Regions from separate parts of the Mus musculus genome. Here all the other regions are linked to region 3. The links are chromatin contacts, called in public Hi-C and HiChIP or PLAC-seq maps. All regions are on one chromosome and are shown on one strand. The core of a region is the stretch at or near the end of the contact, and the rest is flanking DNA. Distances in the headings are between cores, read along the strand shown.

The links. Hi-C and Micro-C count contacts between places; a contact is called where the count stands out from the background. HiChIP or PLAC-seq counts read pairs in DNA pulled down with a chosen protein or histone mark.
Region 1: a contact with region 3 is called in an H3K27ac HiChIP or PLAC-seq map of microglia, with 7 times the contacts expected there. The contact joins two enhancer-like sites. A contact is called at or near these places in 1 of 39 promoter capture datasets (hippocampal neurons), 2 of 115 datasets of contacts at active chromatin or transcription factors (both in microglia) and 1 of 9 other capture datasets (macrophages).
Region 2: a Hi-C map of bone marrow-derived macrophages shows a contact between it and region 3, with 5 times the contacts expected there. The contact joins two enhancer-like sites. A contact is called at or near these places in 5 of 484 Hi-C or Micro-C datasets (bone marrow-derived macrophages, cerebral cortex and macrophages) and 2 of 115 datasets of contacts at active chromatin or transcription factors (bone marrow-derived macrophages and microglia).

Annotation. Positions count from the first base shown.
Region 1 is chr9:16,362,644-16,365,343 of GRCm38.p6, forward strand. All of the region lies in intron 2 of Fat3 (FAT atypical cadherin 3), which reads right to left. Among named protein-coding and RNA genes, the nearest start is that of Fat3, 140 kb to the right of the region's middle. Within about 2 kb of position 1,273, at least 8 of the 459 cell types and tissues checked have an H3K27ac peak or open chromatin away from gene starts, as enhancers often do. A contact at or near this core is called in microglia, where this site is marked.
Region 2 is chr9:16,310,838-16,313,537 of GRCm38.p6, forward strand. All of the region lies in intron 2 of Fat3 (FAT atypical cadherin 3), which reads right to left. Among named protein-coding and RNA genes, the nearest start is that of Fat3, 190 kb to the right of the region's middle. Within about 2 kb of position 1,359, at least 19 of the 459 cell types and tissues checked have an H3K27ac peak or open chromatin away from gene starts, as enhancers often do. A contact at or near this core is called in bone marrow-derived macrophages and microglia, where this site is marked.
Region 3 is chr9:16,113,564-16,116,275 of GRCm38.p6, forward strand. The region is part of intron 3 of Fat3 (FAT atypical cadherin 3); the gene reads right to left. Among named protein-coding and RNA genes, the nearest start is that of Mtnr1b, 240 kb to the left of the region's middle. Within about 2 kb of position 1,413, at least 40 of the 459 cell types and tissues checked have an H3K27ac peak or open chromatin away from gene starts, as enhancers often do. A contact at or near this core is called in bone marrow-derived macrophages and microglia, where this site is marked.

The DNA.
Region 1 (2,700 bases), core at 23-2,522, 250 kb after region 3:
ACCCAGATACATCAGCACATAGAGAAGCCTTAGCTGAGAAGTTGGTACTACCCTGTGAGAAAGATTATATTAATATGAGGCCAGACACAAGGAGGAGACAGCAAAGCTAGCTTCTGCTCACCTTTCCTCTAGGTCCAGGCTGAAACAATCCTACCCTAGAGATCTCTGTGGTCTCCTGGAGACACTCAGGGTACTGAGAAACAATCTGGAGGTTGTTGTGAAGCTGAGACCAATTTAATAACTTGCCAGTATGTGCTTGGACTCCATTCCATCTGGCCTGGCTTCCAGTTGTCCTCACATGCGCTCCACTGGGATTGTACCCTTAGGACATATCAGGTACTGTGGCTTCTCTCAGCTCTCTTAAGGAACCTGGACAGTGGTGATAATCCTGTCTCTTCCTTACAATGGTCACTATCTTACTGTTTATTAATGAATTGACAAACTCTTTCTGGCTTGAACCTATAAGGAAGGTTGTTGATCCACAAAATGACTGTAGTGACCTGATTCAAATCTCTGACTCTACTGCTAGGCTGCCAAGCCCAAATTGAAGCTCCATCAAAAAGAGGAAGACTCAGACAAGAAATTCAAAACTAGGCTTGTTTTCTCATATAAGAAACATGGGAGAGAGATGAGGTAACATGAACTCACTACTTAGTAATAAAGCACACAGTGGGACTGGTCTATGCATCTCTCTTACTGCCTAAATGAGAGGTGACTGTTTCGTATTTGATATATTTTACTAGCTATCATCTTTTACTAGTATGCTGCTTTTTTTTAAAACAACTAGAATATTAACTGTGCTATGCAAATAAAAATCTGTGAATTTAGTCATAATGGATGACCCATAGGAACCACTAAATTCTACAGAGTCCAATGGGAAAATTTGTAGATCTCTATTATGTTCAATAACTTGCAAAGCGGTGTTCAGGATTTTAATATGAATCGAACTGAGTCCTGCTCACCATTCTTTACAGATTCTCTCTTGATATGATGTGCTTTCATAAGAAACTGGCAAGCTGCAAATACAGGCTGCAGCCTACTTTCATTTCCATTTCAGAAAAACACTACGGTGTAGTGGCATCACATAAATATTTATCAAACTCTATAATTCTTCCAACTGTAATGATAAATGAAAATATCCTTCAAGATACATGCAAAACACTTCCCAAAATTGCCCTGGTGAGAAAACTGAACTGATACAAGCTATCCAAAGTCACTGAGGACGCTAAGTCCGTCCCACAGTCTTCTGATACTCAAATGTGTCCAGACTTCCTTATTGTATACATTTTCACTTCTGCTTATGGCCGGTTTTAAATGTTAAAGGAAGACCACACACTAAGAAAAGACCATACATGTCTCTGGTGGTCAGCTTGCTACTCTATTTAGATTACTTCTTTAATGTTGTCATTACTTTCACCATTTTCTGGTTATAAGGGGGACAGTAACAGCCCAAGATTGATACACAGTGTAGACATAAACCTACTGTCCTCTATTAAATCTAAATTGCCTTCAGCCAACAACTAAAAAAGGTCAAGAGAAAAGCACCTGCTGCAAACGGTGATAGAAACTCCCCATCCATCACTTCCAGAAGCTGCTCGTCCTCTTTTCTGCCTGGCTTACATGATGACTCCTAAGCTCATCAGAATGTTGTAGAATGTTTAGAGCTCCTCTGGGAAGCATTTTTTTTCTCCAAGTCATTATGGCCAGAAATTCCAGAGCCAAGAAAAGTTTCTGCTGTCACTTGATCATAACTTCATTTCTCCCTTTTGCTCATTCTGATCTCAAGGGAAGGTTAAGGGCAGGGCTGGGCCAGTGTCTAGTCTTTTTTTTTTTTTCAGTTAAATAAGTTCCAGAAAGACATAATGTATGAAGAACATGAGAAACAAGAACACTGTTTAATCCAAAGTTGTCATGAACTACATCAAAGTCTTTAAATAATGAGCATCTTCATGCTCAGCTTATCAGAGTTACCACCAAGTTTGAAGAAATGTAGAAAAGTAAGTATATGGCAAGGAAATAAATATTGTTTCCAGTGTGTCTGAATAAAAGGGAATGGAAGCTTACAGTGCAGTAATTCAAAGATGTCCCTGTAGGGATTAAACACAAGGCTCTCTAGTTCTTTCTAACAATTCAGAATTCCTCTTTCTTAGTTTGCATCTACCTTCTGGATTATCTGATTATCAGAGACTGCAGAGAACTCTTTCTAAGCATTACACTGGCCTCACTTCTTCAGGAGAACTAGATATATGCTGCTTATCTCATGTCTTTAATGTTTCTATGGCTACCAGGTGAGATGAATCGGTGTCTTTGCTGAGGACCAAAGCACAACATGAAAATGATGGACAGTTTGAGATATTTAGGTTGCTCTACTGTTCATTGAACCGCTTTCTTTTTCAGCTGGTGGGACTAGGTCTCTAACACAGTAAAAAGTATCCACTCATGGAGCAGAGAAATAGGGAAAGAGTTAGATAGCAAGATGAAGCCCTCCTGCTTATTCTCCTTCCTATAAAATAGATAGCTATCACCTCTACTGTTTCCCCAGGGCCCCAATCATAACGTAGTTATAGAAACCACATTTTATAAAAATTGGAAGAAATAGTCCTCAAAATATAGTTAAATCTGTTTTTAAAACATTTATTTAAGAAGGATATTCTAGTTGGGTTCCTGGAAAAAGAGCAGACAGCACGCATTGCTAAGCTG
Region 2 (2,700 bases), core at 109-2,608, 200 kb after region 3:
TCAATGCTCCCTGCCTGGAGCCATTGACTCTAATGATTCTAGGTTGTTAAGTTTATATCTTGAATGCTTACATTAGACATGTTAGGTCTGCTGCTGGTCAAGAGACAGGAGGGAAACATGAGTTTCACGGCATTCTATATACACTGCTCTAATTGGCACAAACTGCTATTTGCAGTTTCAAATTAGTGGGAAGACAGCAGAGAGCTTGGCTCTGATAGACAGAGGTAAGATGAATCAGCCTCTGCAACTAAGGCTACAGCAGACATATGGTTGAGAACCAACTGGCCATGGCCTTCTAAGCTGGAGGGGGCAGCTATAATTCATATTCACTGCTAAGATCCTTTAAGGGGTATTTATTATCTCCTAGACACAATTTATTCTTCTGATTATTCATTTTTCATTACTATGGAAAGCAAGATTAAATTGTTTCGGCAGCAACTGCTTACATTAATCTTTCAAATATGTGTTCCATGTAAAATTCTTGTCAGGAAAATGGATCTAATTCCTCCTGCCCCAACAGCCTCAGATAAAAGTAATCCAGCCTGAAATAAAAGAAGCTCCAGGATGTAAGGTGCAGTGGAAAATGCAGAGGCAGACAGCATACCCCTCCCCCTCCCCTTTGCAGGACTGAGAGCACGGGTGGGGGAGGGGAAGGATGCAGAGAGTTCATTTATTAGACCCAGGAAATTTATTCCATTAACATTTTAATTTCAAAAGTAATTTAAATTAGCACTTTATTTAACTGTGAAATTAGATTACTCTCTGTTTAACATGCAATACACTCATGAGCTTAATACATGACAAGTGCTAAGGAGTAATACCATATCTCTCAATGCCTATAAATTGTATTTCAGTGTCTATGAGATTGTCAACAACTGCCTCGTTTTACAAAACGGTAGTTGCTGTCACAGAGGCCTTGAGGGACCAGCCTGAAGACACACAGCTATGCAACAACACATACAGAACCAGGGCCAGTGCAGAAGCAGGCCAGTGCATGTTTGGAGATTCATGGTTGGAAATAGTTATTTCTACCTCATACTTAACTTTTTGTTCCATTTCCCCTTCCTATTTAATTTCTCCCTGTAATCAGTTCTGCAACTTTCAAAGTAAAGATGCACTTACTTGCTGTCTTCTCAAAATGTTACTTAAATAAATAAGATCCTGCCTCTTAAATTCACTAGCCACAGAATGAAAACCATCTCGATGTACTGAGTCAACAAGCCCATGGCACCGCCCCTTCCTTGAAATCAGTTGACTTTGGGTATGCCAGCAAGCATATTAAGCAAATCTGAAGACAGTGCTACTGACAGAGCCTGGAGTCAAGTGTCATGGTCAGATCGGAAGCACAGAAATGTACTTCCTCTGGGGTTTGATCTGCATCATGCCTCAGGACTCTGGCTTGTGCATAGGGGGCAAAACCAGAGAGAGTAGGGGCAGGGTATTAAAGTGTACCTGTCAGCAAATCCAAACTCAAAGGGCAAAGCAGTTCAAATAGTCCCCAGAGCAGTGCAGATGGGCCCCAGAGCAGTGCAGATGGGCCCCAGAGCAGTGCACATAGGCCCCAGAATGGATGCAGACTTCCAACCTACAGGATTGTCTAGGCACCACTTGCTTTAGGACTTGAGGAACAGTCTTCCCCTTTGCCCATAAGCCAGCCAGCCACTTAAGACACAACTCTTGGACCTGGATCTGAAGAGCTGGGCCACAAAGCACTCTGAGCTGGCAGTGCAGAAGGCTGTGGTCACAACCCGTTCTTCTATAAAGGTGCTCTGAATACTGAGCCAGGTGAGTGCAGCTGCCTGAGATTTGGTCTGCAGGTGTGGAGAGGGTAAGGCAGACAGCCTTAGACCATATACAGTTCTATATATTCATAGTATCACAGCGTCAGAGTCCTAGCAGGAAGCCACAAATCATGTTTTATTTAGCAAAAACCTTCTGAGTGGGTTGAGATTGTCTCACAGGAAGCCTTGCTAAGCATCTGTGAGGAACTCAGCTCACACTTTAAATGGCAACTTGTAAGGTGCTGATAAATTACTTCCTATTTTCATTTTTCTTTTTGAGGCAATATCTTGCTCTTTAGCCCAGGCTCGCTGAATGAATCATGATCCTTTTTGCTCAACTGCAATCAGAGGCAGAAGCAACTACGTGTGGATAGACAATTCCTTACATACCAATGTCCTAAAGCTCTTAGAATAGACAGTGTTTCCTACATAAACACAGTACTTAGAAACACGTCTGTCCAAATATTTCATAAGACATTTCATAAAATATTAAAAATATCCTCTGTTAAATAAGTACTTACAATTTGCACCTAGTTTATAAGCTATGTAAATTAGCAAAATGAATATTTTTTTCATATTATTTCTAAAGCTAGCACGGCCCTCATAACAACAAGCAACAAGTACATTGCTAATAACTGCAAGGAAGGTGGATGGTGCCACCACCAAGAAAGAACACACAGGCTTCAGCAGCAAAAGCCTTATTTATTTATTTATTTATTTATTTATTTATTTATTTATATTTTTACTTCTGCTTTTATTTACTTCCTCTCCAAATGAAAAAAGTGTGAAATTGCCCAGTGGTTATACATAACTGTTATCTCAACAATTCAGAAGTGTCAGAGGTAAGAGACTCATGAGTTCAAGGTCATCTTTGGTTACACAGCCAGTTGTCTGTGATACAAAAGACCCTGACTCCATG
Region 3 (2,712 bases), core at 163-2,662:
CTTGATAGCTCTGTTTCCTGAGTTAAAGTATACAGTATAGAATATGAGATCATTGATGTCAAGATGCAAGAAAGGGAAGATTCATCTTGGGTCCTAGAGGATGGGTCTGAGCTAGCCAATCAGGAAAAGGACATACTATGTTCTCTATACATTTTTGTGGGAAAATGTGGTGGTGAGAAGAAGAATACATACTTGGAAAACAGAAGTCCAGACATGTCCATGAAGATGCTTTCATGACAGTCGAAGGGATACATTTCATCATTGGCAATGAGGGCTTATCTAAGCAGTTCCAACTTACATGGATTTAACATTATGGTCTTAGCATAACTAGCAGCTGCATGAAAGCTGTAATGGGAAGAAGAAATTTTAGCTGGATTTGTTGGCAAGGTCTTGCTTTAAGCCAGGGGAATGGCAATGAGTAAGAGGACCTGAGCAGACTCACAGGGTAGGAGGCAGGTTATTATTGGTTTGATGTGGGAAGTGGGAGACGGAGTACTTGAGGATGGGAAGATCTATTGCTTTCTATATTTGGTTCTTTAGTTGAACAACTGAGTAGGAGGATGAACCATTTCTCAAAAGGAAGAATAAGCTTAGACTGCAGCACTTTTAGAGTGTGGGCGTATGTTTTATATGAAAAATGTAAAATTCAGATGGAATATGATTAGTCTCAGGCACAGGAGAACAGGCAGATGGCAGAGAGGTGGGCTCATCTGGCAGACCAGCAGCAGAAGCTCCAATCTCCCACTTGTAGCTAACACTCCCACTTTCTGGTCTCTCCTCTGACTCTGACTATGTAATTTCCTGTTCTTACCGGTGACTCTATGTCACTTCTGGTCTCTACTAAGCTATTACTTTATTTCCTGTTCTCTCCCGTGATTCTGATTGTTACTTCCTATTATCTCTTGTGGTTCACTTCCTATTTTCTCTTAAACTGTGATCTTATGTCACATCCTGTCTACTATTCTGTGTCTCCATGTCACTTCCTGGTTACTAATCTGTAATATGAACTTCTCTCTCTGTAGAATCAGTATGAATTCTTGTCCTCATTCTTAAAGCATATTATGACCTATTCCTAAACTCCTTTGTCCTTATCTCCCTTACCCTGGATGTTCAAGAAAAACATTCACTCAGTGTATCCCAAATACTTCCCCGTGGAATTTGTACTAATTTCCTCAGCTTTAGAATTCCTCTTCCCACATTTACTTCAGAGCAAAATATGAATCATCTCAATATCTCCCCTAAATATCAGTATAGCATTAACATGCTCCCCAACTGGGTCAATGGCACACAATCTCCTGTCACTCTAGGCTTAGGTGGACTCATGGCTTTGGTGAGCAACCCTTCCTCCTCCAGCCTGCCCTTTCACAAGCTTAATGAACCAGTTTCCTGGTGTGGAGTAGGACTTTATTGGAAGCATGCCCATAGGACGTGCTAAATAAAGAAGTGCTGAGTGGAAATGGCTCTTTGGGCCTTGCACGTACAGAATAGTCTGCTCCACTCATGGGAGCGCAGGCTTCCTATCACATCAACAGCTAAAAGCTTCAGGGCTGATCAGCCAGGTCCCAGAGGGGATAGAAAGCTTGAGATGATGTGATGAAACATGACAAATGACTTAGGAGACTGACAAAATTGCAGAGATTAGACCTCCACGCTCCTCCCCTGCTCATCTGACTTGTCTTCTTGTCAGGACGCTTCCTGTTTAGCTCAGAGCATCAAGATTTCTGTGGCAGAGCAGGATGAGACGCGTGCATTACCATAACAGTTTCATTGTTGTGTTTCAAAGTTTATGAACTCATCAAAAATGAAACATCACATCTTACAGGAAAGCATGTGGCCTCAGCTGTCAACAGTTTAATGTTGTCCAAGGGAACAATATAATTCTAGCTATAGTCAAGAAGGACTTCAGAGTCCACAGCATTGTGCTTTGCAAACCTTTTACTCCCCAAAATTGGGATCATAGAAACAAGTGGGGCAGACACTCCCCACGTCCAAATGTGCCCCTAGTTTCTGCTGTACTTAAGAGAATGTCACCATGTTCATGACCATGACAATGTCTCTTGGTAAGATGCTCTCACCCTGTAAAACAATTCATTAGCAACTTGGAGGGGGGAAGCAGATTTAAGTGGTGATAATTTTGGTCATAAAATACAACTTCTTCTGTATGTGTCCTAGTCTGGCCTGTGAATATAATTTGAGTAATTTCAAATACAACAACAATGATATAAATAGAGAGGTAGGGAGAAAAACGCGAATCATGTGCTTGAGTTTCAAGAGAGTCACTTTTCTGTATAATAGTCATCCACACTGGCAGATGTATATGGCATGCATCTTACATCTGCTTTCAAAAACAAAGATTCTTTGTATCTCTCTAGCGTATAATTCCTTTCTCACAGTCTCCACCTGGATTATATAAATAGCTGCAGTTTATTTTAGGAAAAAGGTTATATGCTGATTTATTGATAATTTATAAAATGCCTTTCTTCTCCTGCCAGATCTTTCTGAATTAGTTGCTTTTTTTTAATTCTAAGGACAAATGTGTTCTGTCTCCCCTCCCCCCACACACATACAAATTCATTGCTACTTCTAAACAGATCAGTAGAGATGAGAAAGTGTATTTATTTAAGAGGACATGTGTCAGCATGTTTTAGCAGCAAACTCTAAGACATAAGAGAAAAATGTCGGTCACACATCCTCACAGCCATCCATTAATCC